2 separate regions of the Pan troglodytes genome follow, and region 2 is linked to region 1. A link is a contact called in public Hi-C data. All regions are on one chromosome and are shown on one strand. The core of a region is the stretch at or near the end of the contact, and the rest is flanking DNA. Distances in the headings are between cores, read along the strand shown.

The links. A called contact is a pair of places that touch in the nucleus more often than the background predicts.
Region 2: a Hi-C map of stem cell-derived neural progenitor cells shows a contact between it and region 1, with 2.4 times the contacts expected there. The contact joins the enhancer-like site here to the promoter of AKNA in region 1. A contact is called at or near these places in 2 of 7 Hi-C or Micro-C datasets (blood and stem cell-derived neural progenitor cells).

The regions. Positions count from the first base shown.
Region 1 is chr11:24,054,456-24,057,102 of NHGRI_mPanTro3-v2.0_pri, reverse strand. AKNA (AT-hook transcription factor) reads right to left here and starts at 1,357. Exons shown (of 22, transcript XM_016961514.4): 1 at 1,274-1,357.
Region 2 is chr11:24,103,741-24,106,387 of NHGRI_mPanTro3-v2.0_pri, reverse strand. AKNA (AT-hook transcription factor) reads right to left here. Exons shown (of 22, transcript XM_016961514.4): 16 at 1-63. Among named protein-coding and RNA genes, the nearest start is that of ORM1, 19 kb to the left of the region's middle. Within about 2 kb of position 1,332, at least 14 of the 24 cell types and tissues checked have an H3K27ac peak or open chromatin away from gene starts, as enhancers often do. A contact at or near this core is called in stem cell-derived neural progenitor cells, where this site is marked.

The DNA.
Region 1 (2,647 bases), core at 108-2,607:
AGAAGAACTGTGAGACGACTGCCCCAGGAATAAACCCAGAGTCCCAAAACACCATAGGTTCCGCTCCCCTGTTTGTTAGTAAGTAAACCAGACTTAGGCCCTAACAGATGGGCAGCCATTGTTTTATTAACAAAACAGCCCCCAAATAAAACCCACCAATTCCAGAGGAGGCGCCTGGAAAAGTCGTTTGGGAAGTCCCTGTATGTATCTAACTTTAGTCTTTCATGCTTCAGTTCCAGCCCATTTCTTCTCCTTCTGTTCTAGAGGACAGGAACAATGTCTCTTTTCACTGCAGCCTGTCTCAGCTTCTCTCTGCTCCAACATAGCCCAGGTTTGTTATCAGCAATTTTCCCTTCGACTATCTCAGAAGCAGGTCTTTAAACATAGGTAATGATGGACTCCAGTCCGTCATTTCTTTCAACAAAAGCCCGGGAAAGGAGCTTTGGAAGTGTCGTCTAAGGTCACGCAGCAAGCAGACTCTGGTTCTGCCTGTGCCAGCCCCATCACACTGGGGAGAGCCCAGCTCTGCGCCTCCCTGCTGTGCACCCTTGGGCCAGTCGCGCCCCCTCTCTGGACCTCATTCTCCTCCGCAGGTGTACCAAGAGGGAACTGGACTTATTTTTGCAGCCCGTTCAGTTCCTACCATTGTCAGGGCTGCCTACCCGACACTGGCCCTTGTTCTACCTTCCCCCCCGCGACAAAAAGAGGAAAAGAAACTTGCGTTAGGCGTCCGGGAAGCGCGCGCGGCTCCGAGGGCCGCCAGGCTGCGCGGATTGTTGCTGGGTGAACGAATCTCACACAAATCCCAGACAGAAAGCCTCACCTCCCCAGTAACCACAGCAACCCGGGCCACGCCTCCAGCCCAAACACAGCCCGAGGCCCAGCCAAGGCCCACCCCCGAGCTCCCCCGGGACCCCTCCCCTCCCTGCCACCAGCCCCAGCTGGAAAGAGAAAAAGCCAACGCCCCCATTGTGCAGAGGTGGAGACTGAGGCCGGAGGGTGGAGACTGTGGAACCCCGCGGCCGGCACGGTTTGGACTGGGGCCCATACCGCCCGTCCAGGGCTCCCTCCCATTCCCGGAGCGGTGATGCGTCTCCTTCCCTGTGCGCGTGGGGTTTCCACGTGGAAAAGATCGAAAGCAGCGCCGTCCCAGTGGAACGGAGCCCACCGGCACTGTCCACTCGCCCTCCCCATTCTCCCGACGGAGAAACTGAGTCCCAACGAGGGACAGGGACCACCCCGGACGCCCCGCGAGCCCCTCCCCGAGTCTCACCTGCTGGCGGCCGCCGAGCGCGGGTGGTTTCCTGGAGTTGAGCGGCAAACAAAGGCCTCCAATCCGGGCGCGGGGCGGGGCGGTGGCTCCTTTGCATAATCCCTGAGGCCCGCCCGCGACAGCAGGGGGCGGCCCGGGGGGGGCGGGGCCTCTGGGAGCGCACCAATCACCGAAAGGCCGCCGCCACGGCCCGCCCCCAGGGACTCGGACATAGGGATCGCAAACCCTGCTGCAGGATGAAAATCTCAGACCTGGGAGGCTGTGTGTGCCTACTGCAATCAGCCCCACCGCAGACCCGGAGATCGAGGCCCGGTCTGCGGAGGGTAAGGCATTTATGCAAGATCGCACAGAGTGGCTCACGCCTGTAATCCCAGCACTTTGGGAGGCCGGGCAGATCACCTGAGGTCAGGAGTTCGAGACTAGCCTGGCCAACATGGTGACCGTCCCCCCACCCCCACCAGTCTCTACTAAAACTACAAAAATTAGCTGGGCGTGGTGGCGCATATCTGTAATCCCAGCTACTTGGGAGGCTGAGGCACGAGAATCGCTTGAACTTGGGAGGCGGAGGTTGCAGTGAGCCAAGATTGCGTCACTGCACTCCAGCCTGGGCGACAGAGCAAGGCGCCATCAAAAAAAAAAAAAAAAAAAAAAGAAGATCGCACAGAGCCACAGTGAGGAGGAAATCACAAACTTCCATGGCTGAAACGGCCTGCTTAGTAACAGTAATAATAAACTTTTCTTGATCACTAATTATGGGTCAGACCTGTTGGAAGCTCTTCTGCTGTTCAGTCGTCTCCTATGAGGTAGGTAGGTATTATCACCACCGCCCCCAAGTATATTCTTGTCCAACTCCCCATCAGGCAAGCATGGAAACCCAGCCCGAAGACGGACAAGAACTTTTCCAAGGTCCCGCTGTGAGTGCAGCACAGACATCATACCTTGTCCACCACACACACACCTTGAAGGATGCACGGTGTCCAACTCACCTGGGCTCTTTGCCCCAGCTCTGCCACTTGCTGCCAGTGAGCCTCAGGCAAATGGGATTCATACCCACATCTTATGCGGTTGTTGAGAGTAAATAAATAAACATAATGGCAGGCCCGTCAGAAATAAATCAGTGGTACTAATTTAAAGAGCACCTTGACCGACCCTATTAACACAAGAGGGTTAATAAGTCCTGATGCAAGAAGAGACTTGCCCAAGGTCCCTCATCCAGCTGCATCCAAAGTTGAATGCTTTGGAGTTTTTCCTCCAGGTAGAAAGCACTTGCCAGTTCCCCAGGTTGCCTGCTACTCCCTAGACACATATTTAGTAGTAAGTTTAGCAGCAGCTTCTACCCACTAAGGGCCTGCTCTGTGAAAGGGGCAAACATTT
Region 2 (2,647 bases), core at 83-2,582, 49 kb before region 1:
AGGCTGTCCTCCAGCCGCAGACGGAGCCGGGACACCTCTTCTTGCAGCTCACAGATGGCCTGGCTGGGGTTGGAGTGGAGACAGAAACAAAGAACAGAGGCATGAGGAACAGAGCTGCAGCCACCCGAGTATGCCAGGATGCGGCAGCCTTTGTCCCTTCACAGCAGGCACAGGGTCTATCTCTGCTGTCAAATGATTCTAGAACTTTCCTGTGTGACACTTTTCTTGCTATACAACTTGACACATTTCTGAGTTCATGTCCCTGTGCATTCAGTGAACAAAACAGAACCTTTCTTTGAAGTTTTCTCTTCCTAACACACGGGGTCTGAGTGGCTGTTCAGGAACACCAGTGACAAATTCTCGAGATGGAGACAAGGATGCAGCATAGAGAGGGCCCTAGCTACAGTTCTGCCATAAAATACCAACCTTCACTCTCTGTCCAGGCCCAGCTCCTCTCCCTACCACTGTGCAAGCCCATCTCTCCAGACCTGGCAGAAGATGCTTGTCCACCATCTCCCCACACAGACAGTGAGCCGCCAGCGGACAAGAAAGAAGCGGGCTTCCTGTCTCATAACCCCTGAGGCCCTGCACCTTGTGGATGCTCAGGAAACAGTACTGCAGTGGATCTGGGTTCTGACACAGAGCAGAATAAAGCGCTGTGAGTGGAGAGCGGACAGGGAGACAGCTCGATGCTTCCTAGCACCACCTGAACCGGGAGGGCTGACTAAGAGCAGGCTGGAAGCTGTCTGCAAGACTGTAGTAAATCCTAGTGAAACCCCCAACATGGTCCAACCTCCAGCCACCAGCACTGAGGGAGTAAATCCTGTCTGTGTTTCTCTCCAATCAGTCCCTGCATCTTCAGGGTCTCGTTTTGTGGGCATTGCTGGCACTGCAGCAGACAATCCTACCCAGATACCCCTCCCCACAAGACCCCCTCAACCACGGAGCAGCATTAGAGCCAGGCTCAGCAAAGCCACCCTCCAGGCGGATGCAGGCTCCACATCTACTCCTTGGTCTGGCTTCTGGGGTGGGAATTCCCACTGGGGCCATTCTTGCCTGGTGGCCCCTGGACTCCTGGGTGAGTATCCCCTGGTGCCGCCTCCAGCAGACATGAGCGCTCAGATGACTGTGTCAGAAGGAGTGGAGGCCTCTTCCTGGCTGTGCCCCAGCACTGAGTGTGTGTGTCTGAGGGCAGCGGGTTCCCTTGGTAATCCCCAGGGAGACGCTTGCTGGTGTTTCTGAGGCAAAGCCACGAGGGCAAGGGTGGGCGGTGACTACTGGAGAGTGACATCTCCCCGCCCCCAGTTAACTCCTGCAAGGGAGAGCTCTGCCTCCTAGTCAGAAGGCACTAAAAAAAAAGACTTACCAGGCCGGGGGCATGAGTCAGCCACTTGGGTATCTCAGTCTCTCTGATGTAACTCTTTAGTTTCTTACCGAGTGCCAGCAGGCACTTAACATTCATCTTTCTCTGCAAACTTACTCCCCTGTCTCTGCACATGGCAGCAGCATCTACCTGACTAGCCAGACAGAAATCTGAGTCACTCTAGATCCTCTCCTTCCCTGAACATCCCTGAAGTTAATTAGTTACCAAGTCTCATGGGCCCAACTTCCAAAATACCTCTTCCCAAATGAATCCCTTCTTCCCCTCTGTAGGGGCCCTCCCTGAGAACCCAGTTCCCATCATCTCTCTCCTGGATGTGGCAGCCTTCTCAGCAGTCTCTTGGTCTCCGTTCTCACCCTGCCGGTGGCCAGAGAACTCTAAAACATAAACCTGCCTACGCTACGTCCCTGCTTAAAATCCCCTTCCCTGTCCTCTCAGCCTTTGTGCACTCATGGAATATGCAGTGAATGTCTCCCCTTACCCATGGCCTTCAGGCCCTGTAGGATCTCCCATAGGTCTCTCCTCTCTACCCCTCTCTTCCTTTACTGCTCAACACTCCACCCCCTCACACTAGAGGATCTGGCTGACCGTTTAGCTCCCCCAAGGTGATGGGCACTCTCTCACCTCTAGGCCTTTGCACATGCCATTCCCTCCACTGAAGATACTCTTCTACCTCTCTTCCTTCTGATGTCTGCTGAGATACCACTTCCTCCAGGAAGCCCTCCCTGAAGCCTCTAACCGGACCAGATGCTCCTTCGCTGTGCTCCCACAGTCCTTTAGTCCTCTGCCATCATGGTATTTATCACAATGGAGGGCACTACTGCCTGTTTCTTTGTCTGTTCATCCTACAAGATGGTAAGCTTTACGAGGCCTAAGATAGAGTCTTGTCCACTATTGTATTCCCAAGGCCTGGCATACCCTAGACAAACAAGCCTCTAATTCCTCCACTGATGTCAGGGGAGGCTGCAGGGGTAGACTTACTAAACTCAGACAAGGAAGCCAAACACCAGCAGCTGGACACAACTTTGCACGTAGGCAACATGACAGCCTCATGCCTGTTCGAGCCAAAGAAACCTTGGCTGGGCCACCATCGAGCAGTCTCCCCAGCGCATCCCGGGACAGACACCCACTCCAGCAAGGGCGTGTGAGTGATCACTGGCCAAAAGCAACTAAGAGGAGGTGTGAGAGAACTGACCAAGCAATTTTACCATTTCCGTTCAACCAAGGAAGTGGAACTTTCTTAGTAGAAAAAATGCACACGAACCA